Linked DNA regions of Mus musculus: all the other regions are linked to region 2. A link is a contact called in public Hi-C data. All regions are on one chromosome and are shown on one strand. Each heading gives the region's core, a stretch centred on a gene start, on an enhancer-like site or on the middle of the called end of the contact. The rest is flanking DNA. Distances are from core to core; before and after follow the strand shown. Region 1 overlaps Wdr95 (WD40 repeat domain 95). Region 2 has its middle 8.6 kb from the start of Gm38753. Region 3 overlaps Uspl1 (ubiquitin specific peptidase like 1).

Region 1 (2,700 bases), core at 141-2,640, 240 kb before region 2:
ACTGGGGCAACCTAAAGACTAAAGTCCTATTTGTCCTTATTGGATGGTCCATATGTAAGATCACATGATTTATGTAAGATCACATGATTTCTGGGCTTACCAGTCACAAGAATAAAACGTGTGGTACCTTCTCTTAGATGCACAGTGATCTGTGTGTAGACAGCAAAACTTGTCTGCTTTGCACTCCTGAGCTGATACACTCTGAACAGCAGCGACTGTGTGCTGGTCAAGCTTCCCACAATTCCTAGCTGCCTGGGATTTCTCTGTATCAGTTTAAGCCCTGGTCCTCAGGGAGGAGGTGCTGCTTACTCTGTCCTGGAAAACCCAGCTACCACACTTGCTCCCAAAGGGTGGACTGTAGGAGGAACGGTGCCCATGTAATTCAAGGTGGCAGGGCTCTGGGTGTGCTGCTCAGAAGGCCAAGCTGCAGCAGACCAAGCTGGCAGCAGGTGTGAATGCTCAGGTGTGTTCCACACGAACCCAAGTGGAACTTGGGTTACACCTGCCTCCGCTCAGCATCCAGCTTCCTTCTCCCAAGCAGAGGAACGTGCCACGACCTTCTTCATTTTGGTAGACGGTGTTTGTTGAATGACTAGTAGAGAAGCCCCACGCAGACACCTTCAGGAGGCTAGTACTGAGGGTAGTAGAAGAAAGCAAAGGATTGACCAGGAAACTAGAAGGGAGACAGAGCCTATCGGGAATCATAGGACAGGAGGATGCAAGCAAGGCCCTGATTTAACCAAGGCTCCTCATTCTCTACTTTCAGAGTCCTCTTCGGCCAGCCCAGGGTTTTCCAGACCAACTGTAGGACAATGGGACCTAGCCTCTTCTCTTAAAAGAAACCAGGGCAGCAGGGGAGGTGGGGTAGAGCTTTGCGGTAGGAGAGGCCAGGGTGCTCCCAAAATCTATTCTTTGACCTGGTAGCCTTGCCTGTGAACACTTGCTCTCCTACTTCAAATGTACATTCATACTCTCTCTCTCTCTCTCTCTCTCTCTCTCTCTCTCTCTCTCTCTCTGTGTGTGTGTGTGTGTGTCTGTCTGTCTGTCTGTCTGTCTCTCTCTTTCGCTCTCTCACACTCTCTCTGTGCTTGGATACATAGTTCCACACAGAGACGACCCAGAAGTGATGGGGATTATGGTAGGGCAGCTTTTACCTGCCCATCACCCCCCCACACACACACAGGATCTCCTTCCCCAGGGACATCCACCACACACACAAACCTCCTTGCTCCCTCTTGGTTATCACACTACATCACAGAGACGTGCATCTCTATGCCACCAGGCTGCGTGCTCTTTGAAAACACGAGCAGAGTCCTAGTTCCGTTTGAGTCCCTGGAGTTTACCAGGAGCCTGACATACGCATGAAATATGAACAGCATAAGGGAGCAAAACAGTGATTCACCACTGCCGGAGCTCCGTATGCCCCGGGGAGATCTGCGTTCCTCTGGAAAACATGGTGCCTGCCTGCGTTAGTTTTCTGGGCCTGCAGCTGGTGCACAGAGGCTGCCTTCAAACACACATTTATTCTCTCACAGCTCTGGAGAGCAGAAGTGTGGAAGCAAGATGAGGGCAGAACTGTGCTCCTGTGGTGTCTAGGGGCATCCTGCTGCCTCTTCCACCCTCTGGGAGCTACCTGGCTTACTTCCTCCTCCCCCTTCTTCCCCCCACTCTCCCTCCTTTTCTTTCTCTCTCTTCTCCCCTTATCCCCATATGTCTCTTATAAGGACACCAGAAAAATGCACAGTAATCTATCTCAAGATCAGGAACATACTTTCACTGGCAGCCCAGGAAGCGGGCAGGGGGAGGGGTTGAGGACAACATAGTCACCATCAGGGTTTAGGGGACAATGTAGTCACCATTCCCTTTGATCTTTGACCTGCCCATCACTCCCCCTCAGGATCTCCTTCCCCAGGGACATCCACCACACACACAAACCTCCTTGCTCCCTCTTGGTTATCACACTACATCACAGAGTCGTGCATGTCTATGCCACCAGGCTGCGTGCTCTGAACTGATCACATAGGTACTGACCTAGTAGCCACACTTAGCCTCTCCTGAGTCCAGGGGTTGAGAAAAGGCCACTCCCCTCTTGATCTCTAGCTCCTACAACAGGTGGATGACCATCTGGAAGCCCCAGTTTCCTTGTTGGTAAGATGGCTGCAGACAGTGTCTATTCCCAAGGGATTGTTAGGAATTGATGAGAAACTCCATCTGTCTGAAAGCAGGCCTCCCTGTTTCCAGCAGCCTCCCTGATTTTCCCCGTCCTCAGCCTACCCCAGACAGATGCCCTAAGTGGTGGGTGGCCCGTTGGAGGAGCTGTTTGGGGGCCACTCGCCGCGGCCACCTGCTCTGGGTTCTCTCCATCCAGTGAGACATTGACATTCCAGAAAGAACAGCGAGAATCTGATTTGTTCTCTGAAATTTCAACTCTAATTGCTTCAGGATGAGCCCACATGGGCTGAGATCATTTCTCATCTTGCTCTTTTCTACGCCTCAGGGGTCAAAGCCTTAAGCTCAGCCAAACCTTTCCATGACACAGGAAAGAACTGGCCAAGCAAGGAGGTCAAGGTCCTTAGCACTCGGGCAAGAAACCGCTCCAGGGTGAGAGTTTCTTCCTTTCTGGTAGCGCTGCTTCTGTCTCCTGGCTGCAGAAACCAACCGGGAACAAGTCAGAGCCAGGAACAGACAGATCTGGCTTCT
Region 2 (2,700 bases), core at 188-2,687:
AGAAAAATGCCCTCATTTGCTTCCAGCAGCTCCAGCCTCTCAGCCATGTGAAAGCTGTCTTCAGAGTCAATTGCCTGTCATTTTACTGATTTATGTTGAACAACGGCAAGGACCCCTCGAGGTATTCGTAGCTGGCTTGATGATTCACAGCGTATAAAGTGACACTGGGCAGTGTGCTTTGGTTCAAATTCCATCAAGATGGAATTTAAATTCCCTCCACTGTGTGTTCGCTGGGGAAATGCTTTGATGAGCAGGACCATTGAGCCTTAAAAGAAGGAGCAAGAGCAACCTGGGCTTCTTCAAATGGTGGCAGAGGCTGAGCCACATCTTCTTTTAGCCCTGGGATGTAAAAATGATACTCGAAGTGTTTAAAACAGCCATCATAGATGAGTTTCCCCAAGGAACGCCGATGAATGACAAAGGACAAAACCCATCCTGTAAGGTCGAAGGACCTGGGGATTCCCCTACTTGTTCAGATTCCTGCTTGTCAATGAACAGTATCTGATTTCCTTGGAACCTTCTAACAGGAAATTCCCTTTAAAAATGTAACTCTTGAAGGAATGGCCTGCTCAATTATTAACCCATTATAATGATTGTCTTCACTTCGGTGTTTCAAATAGTACAGATTTGCTTCCATGCCAGTACCCACACCCCATCCCCTCCAACCCCCCACACACTCACTGTCTGTCCTGAAGCACTAGAAGCCTCCACGTCTTTAGGAGTTACTCTCCCTCTTGGGTCCCGAGAGTCCCCACATGCTAGAAGATTCTTCCATGCTTCTCCCAGGATTCCTGAGCTACAACCCTGAAAACAGACAAGATGGAAGTGGATGCTTGTTTGTTCATTCGTTTGTTTCTTTGTTCATTTTTAAGTCCCCCCTTAAATCAACAAGAAGTCACACAGATGATTTAAGGATAGCCAACTGCTTTCTCCTGCATTTCTCAGATAACAAATTCATACAATGTTTCAACTGAAGATAGACTTTGAGCTCTGACTCGGCCCACAAAGTGAGGAAACCGAGGCACAGGGACTTCCCGAGCTCAACTGAGCCCCGGGATCCTTAAGGATCCAGTCACAAGCCAGACTGAGCTGTCCAAATGAAGGCCGGTTCCAATCTCATCTTACCCACATCTCTAGCTTGGGGGTGGGGGGCGAGGGGGGGTGGGGTGGGGAGTTGGAGGGGGGTGGAGGGGAGGTGGGGACTGCTCAATCCGACCCGTTCATTACTTTTAATTCCTCTCTCAGGCTCCAGTTCCCCCGCCCCTTTTCCCTGTCCCCTGCCCTATTTAGGCGTTTCCAAACTGGCTATGGTCTTTGTGCTCCTGATTTTTTAACTCCTTGCCTTTGAGCTGGGGCAGCTAGATTGAACTAGAGTCCCGGTGCCCTTGATGTGTGCTGTCTTACCTCATCACGCCACTAGGTGGCAGTGTTTCAGAGCAGTCCTGAGCCCTGCAACGTGGCTCTGGGCTGGGCCCGGGTTCTTTCCAGCACAAACAACAGTGAGCTAGCAGGCAGAGCACATATTCGCTGTCGTGCTTGGGAAAAGATGAGCATTCAATATTATGGTAACGAGGAACAGAGGTCTGCAACCTGTCCGCGTGCTTTCAGAGCCTGCTTTATCCACAAGGCTGACATCTGCCGTCACCTTCACAAAGGAATCTCAAGTGGGGAAAGCTGTTTGGGAGGTGCCCTTGAAACGAATTACTGTCACCTTCTGCCCTCTTCGGTTTTTTTTTTTTTCAGCCCACCATTGGGCCCCGATTTCATCCACAAAAAAGCATCAAGCAAAGAAGAAGAAAGGCAATCCCTGGGGCATTATGTGTGTGCTGGACAGGATAGTAATGGTGCAATCCTTCTAATGGCTTTGGTCACTGCAGGATGCTAGCTATTAGAAGGAGCCGTTTTAAGGGAGGAGGAGGGAATGGGGGGACGGTAGGGATATCTGCTGATTACAGTGCGGTCAGGAACAGAAAGTCCATTTAAAGGAACACAGGCATAAAGCTGGACAAAGGGGCGTTGTTTGTGGGCTTAAGGTATATTTAGGGCTTACAGTGTAGCATCTGAATTATTCGTATAGCTCAAACTCTAAGTGCAATGTCTATGATGGGAGACCATTCCAAGAGCTACTTGGCTCCACCCCTTTGTTAGGAAGTCCCTCAGGGAACTATCAGGAATGTGCCCTGAAATCCTTTACCCATTTACATCAGGGTCAATGGAAGACAAGCCAGATGTTTTCCTTTCAAACAGGTGAGAGCCGGATCAAAACTGTGAGGGGCGTGTTTGATTGCCTCGGCTTCTGCTCCAGTCTCCCCATCCCAGCCTCCATGTAAGAGACAGTCCTCAAATCCCACTGGTGGGCCAATCCCTCTTGCTTTACCCTCATTCCTTACTCTGTACTTTGCAACCCCTTACTGGCCTGACACTAAAATGAAGAAACTCCAGTCTTTCCCCAAGTATGACCCATTAGGAAATGAATGAAGTTCTCTCCACTTAAGAAAGCTGGGGCTGGCCTTCCGGGGACTCAGAATGGAGATAAAATGGGGCTTCCCCTCCAGCCAGGCTCTGGCTCAACAGGTAGCAACTGTTGCTCTATGTGTGGATTTTATACCCCGGCTTAAGGAGAAGAAAGATGTCAGTTGCTTAGATACCAGTGCATCCTATCATCAAGCAAAACGTCTGTCTCCTGAACTGAGAGTGCAT
Region 3 (2,700 bases), core at 80-2,579, 170 kb after region 2:
CTGCTAAAACTGAAGTTAAATATAATAACCTTTTCAAATGCCAGCCCGGACCATGTATGACCTCCTGAGACTATGGCAAGCACTGTAGGCTCTTTTCAATAACTCAAAGCTGACTCTAGACCGTCAAGTGTCCACATCAACACCCTCAGAGTAGAATTCCTCAACAATTCCTTAAAGAGAAGTGGTAGAGTTGGATGCAATAGGCATGACTTACCACTAGATTTTCCCTGTGGGCATGCATTACACATGCGGGTAATCTGAGACAAGGCCCCCGGGGGAACTCGTAACATTGTGAGATCTTAGAATGATATATGGTTAAATTACTCACAGCCTCATGATGAATTTATTTGTTTAGCGTCTCATGATAGATCTATCATTCATCTATCTATCTATGCTGGCTGCTTGAGAACTCACTATGTAGACCAAACCAGTCTTAATTCACAAGTTCTGCTCTCCTCTGCTTGCTACGTACTAGGATAGAGGCATGTTCCACCACATCCAACTGATAAATTCTCTTACATTATCCCTAAAATCTATACTAAATACCAACAAGTCAAGTTGTATTAATTTCAGAGTGAAAACTGTAAGAGTCTTATACAAATACCTTGCCATTTAAATTTTAAGTATAATTTTACATAAATTCAATTTACTTTTGATGAAAATAGGAAATGTCCAAATTATAAAATTGGCTCATTAAAATAACAAATCCACTGAAATGTAAAAGACCTTTTAAATTTAAAAAACAGTTGTATCTAATGGAAACACATTCTGATCAGAACATGAACCTTTTATGTAAGCAAAAGCAACAACTTTTATAACTTTTATAAAAAAAAATTTATGTTACAATGCTGTCAATTAGCAGATCAAACAACATAATAAAATCTAGCGGATTGTCAACCCCTGCACCTTGACAGAAAGCTGTTTATAAGCACCAGGATGCTCAGGCTTCTGCACAGGTGTGTGCAGGACAACAGCCAGCCTTGCAGCTGCCTTTGCCTGTCTCGGTATTAAGGAAGAGAAGCCCTGACACGAAGATCTCAAACCCTGGGCCCAGGCAGCCAAGCTGACTAGATTTGTGGGTAAGGCAGCGCCTCACTCACACTCTGAGAGCCAGGAAGCAGGGACAAAGCAAGCTAATAGCTGACAGGGAGGAGGACAGCAAACCCAACAGCAGCAGAGTACAAAGACAGACGGGAGAGAAGCTTTACCCAGCACAGCAGAACGGAGGAATGGTGAGCTGAGCACCACACAGCAGGCAGGCATACTGTGTGGACAGCTCATCTGTCCACAGCCTCCAAGATTCAGTATTTACATGCAACAGATGCTGCGGAACGTAGGGGGGAGGCCAGGGCCAGGCGATGAGATCGTGTCTGGAGAATATGCCTAGGTAGCAGGCCCAGAGAAGAGCTATGGAAAGGAAACTGGAGGGAAGGACGGAGGTCAGCAGCAAAGTTACTAGTTCAAAGAGGCCAGTGTGGGGCGGACCCACAGACCTAAAGCATTTGCATGTTGGGAGTATTAAGCTTTTAAACCGTTCAGCAAACAGAGCAAATGGAAAGCAAAACCTTCTATTACTACGTACACTATCTGACCAGAGGGAAACGACAAGGGCAGATCTACTCTGAGTTCTATTTACATTCAGAGTGCAAGGACATGCAAGCACCTGAGCAGATAGGGCCAGGTACACACACTTAGCAGCACCAGTCCTACAGCAGACAGACAGACAGCTGACCCAGCAGACAGACAGACAGCTGACCCAGCGCTTGCCAAGGAGTCAGCGGAATGGCAACTCTGAGCCTACCCTAGGCCAGCAGCAGGAAGTTTAGAATGAAGCCAGCAGCAGGGAGCTTGTAAGACGATGAAGTATCAGCAAGCTGATTGACATCCGGAAGAAAACAGACATTAAGACACACAGGTGGGGCTGGAGAGATGGCTGAGCAGTAAGGAGCACTTAGTGTTCTTGCTGAGGACCTGGGTTCGGTTCCCAGCACCCACACAGCAGCTCACACCTGTCTGTAACTCCAGTTCCAGGCTTCTAACACCCTCACACAGACATACATGCAGGTAAAACACAAATGCACATAAAAGTACACCCAATGGGAGAGGGAACAGGATGAGAGAAACACTACAAGAGACAAACTAAGCACCCTCCTGAAGCCTACTGTGTCCTGCTTGCCCACCCTCAGTTTTTACAGTGGTAAGCAACTGGTGGCCCTAAGTAAGTGTCCACTCCAACTTCTGAAGGGTAAGTGGTGCTCACTACTTCCCTTCCCACGACACGAGGAACTGTACATGCATCTTCACTGTCTCCTAAAAATGTTTAAGTAAATGGAAACTCACCTTTCCAACACCATTTTTCTTATTTGTGATTTACTGTTGCAGCTGTTACATGGACCAAAATGGGCAGCATTGAGTGGATGCCACTCAGGAACAATATTGGTAAAGGTGACCAGACTCTTCACACACCTAAAAAACAGGCACAGTTTGAATCCCTCAGCTAGCTTCGCTGGAGTTAGTTAACACGTGCAACTGCATGCTCTTGCTTGCCTCCCAGCCCCGCCCATATCAGCACAGCCATGCCCTCCCCTGCCACGGAAGAGACACTGGAGCCTCCACACCAACTGACATGCACAGAAGGGTGACCAGCAGAGCTTCCCTCCACTAATGCTCCAGAGAATCACTGCTGATGCCCTGCTGAGC

What was found. Hi-C and Micro-C count contacts between places; a contact is called where the count stands out from the background.
Region 1: a contact with region 2 is called in a Hi-C map of embryonic fibroblasts, with 1.7 times the contacts expected there. The contact joins two enhancer-like sites. A contact is called at or near these places in 2 of 484 Hi-C or Micro-C datasets (the G1E-ER4 cell line and embryonic fibroblasts) and 1 of 9 other capture datasets (pancreatic islet).
Region 3: a contact with region 2 is called in a Hi-C map of the C2C12 cell line, with 2.5 times the contacts expected there. The contact joins two enhancer-like sites. A contact is called at or near these places in 6 of 39 promoter capture datasets (the 3T3-L1 cell line, 3T3-L1-derived adipocytes, cranial neural crest and 3 more), 1 of 15 datasets of contacts at CTCF or cohesin (the NIH/3T3 cell line), 4 of 484 Hi-C or Micro-C datasets (the C2C12 cell line, cortical neurons, nephron progenitors and 1 more), 3 of 115 datasets of contacts at active chromatin or transcription factors (CD8 T cells, the NIH/3T3 cell line and double positive thymocytes) and 2 of 9 other capture datasets (adipose tissue and liver).

The regions. Positions count from the first base shown.
Region 1 is chr5:149,611,606-149,614,305 of GRCm38.p6, reverse strand. Wdr95 (WD40 repeat domain 95) reads right to left here. Exons shown (of 23, transcript NM_029440.3): 23 at 2,412-2,700. The coding sequence ends at 2,573. Among named protein-coding and RNA genes, the nearest start is that of Hsph1, 23 kb to the left of the region's middle. Within about 2 kb of position 1,390, at least 72 of the 459 cell types and tissues checked have an H3K27ac peak or open chromatin away from gene starts, as enhancers often do. A contact at or near this core is called in embryonic fibroblasts, where this site is marked.
Region 2 is chr5:149,374,773-149,377,472 of GRCm38.p6, reverse strand. It overlaps a transcript of Medag not described here. Among named protein-coding and RNA genes, the nearest start is that of Gm38753, 8.6 kb to the right of the region's middle. Within about 2 kb of position 1,437, at least 94 of the 459 cell types and tissues checked have an H3K27ac peak or open chromatin away from gene starts, as enhancers often do. A contact at or near this core is called in the C2C12 cell line, embryonic fibroblasts and stem cell-derived motor neurons, where this site is marked.
Region 3 is chr5:149,204,035-149,206,734 of GRCm38.p6, reverse strand. Uspl1 (ubiquitin specific peptidase like 1) reads right to left here. Exons shown (of 9, transcript NM_001115149.1): 7 at 2,341-2,466. Among named protein-coding and RNA genes, the nearest start is that of Uspl1, 21 kb to the right of the region's middle. Within about 2 kb of position 1,329, at least 34 of the 459 cell types and tissues checked have an H3K27ac peak or open chromatin away from gene starts, as enhancers often do. A contact at or near this core is called in the C2C12 cell line and stem cell-derived motor neurons, where this site is marked.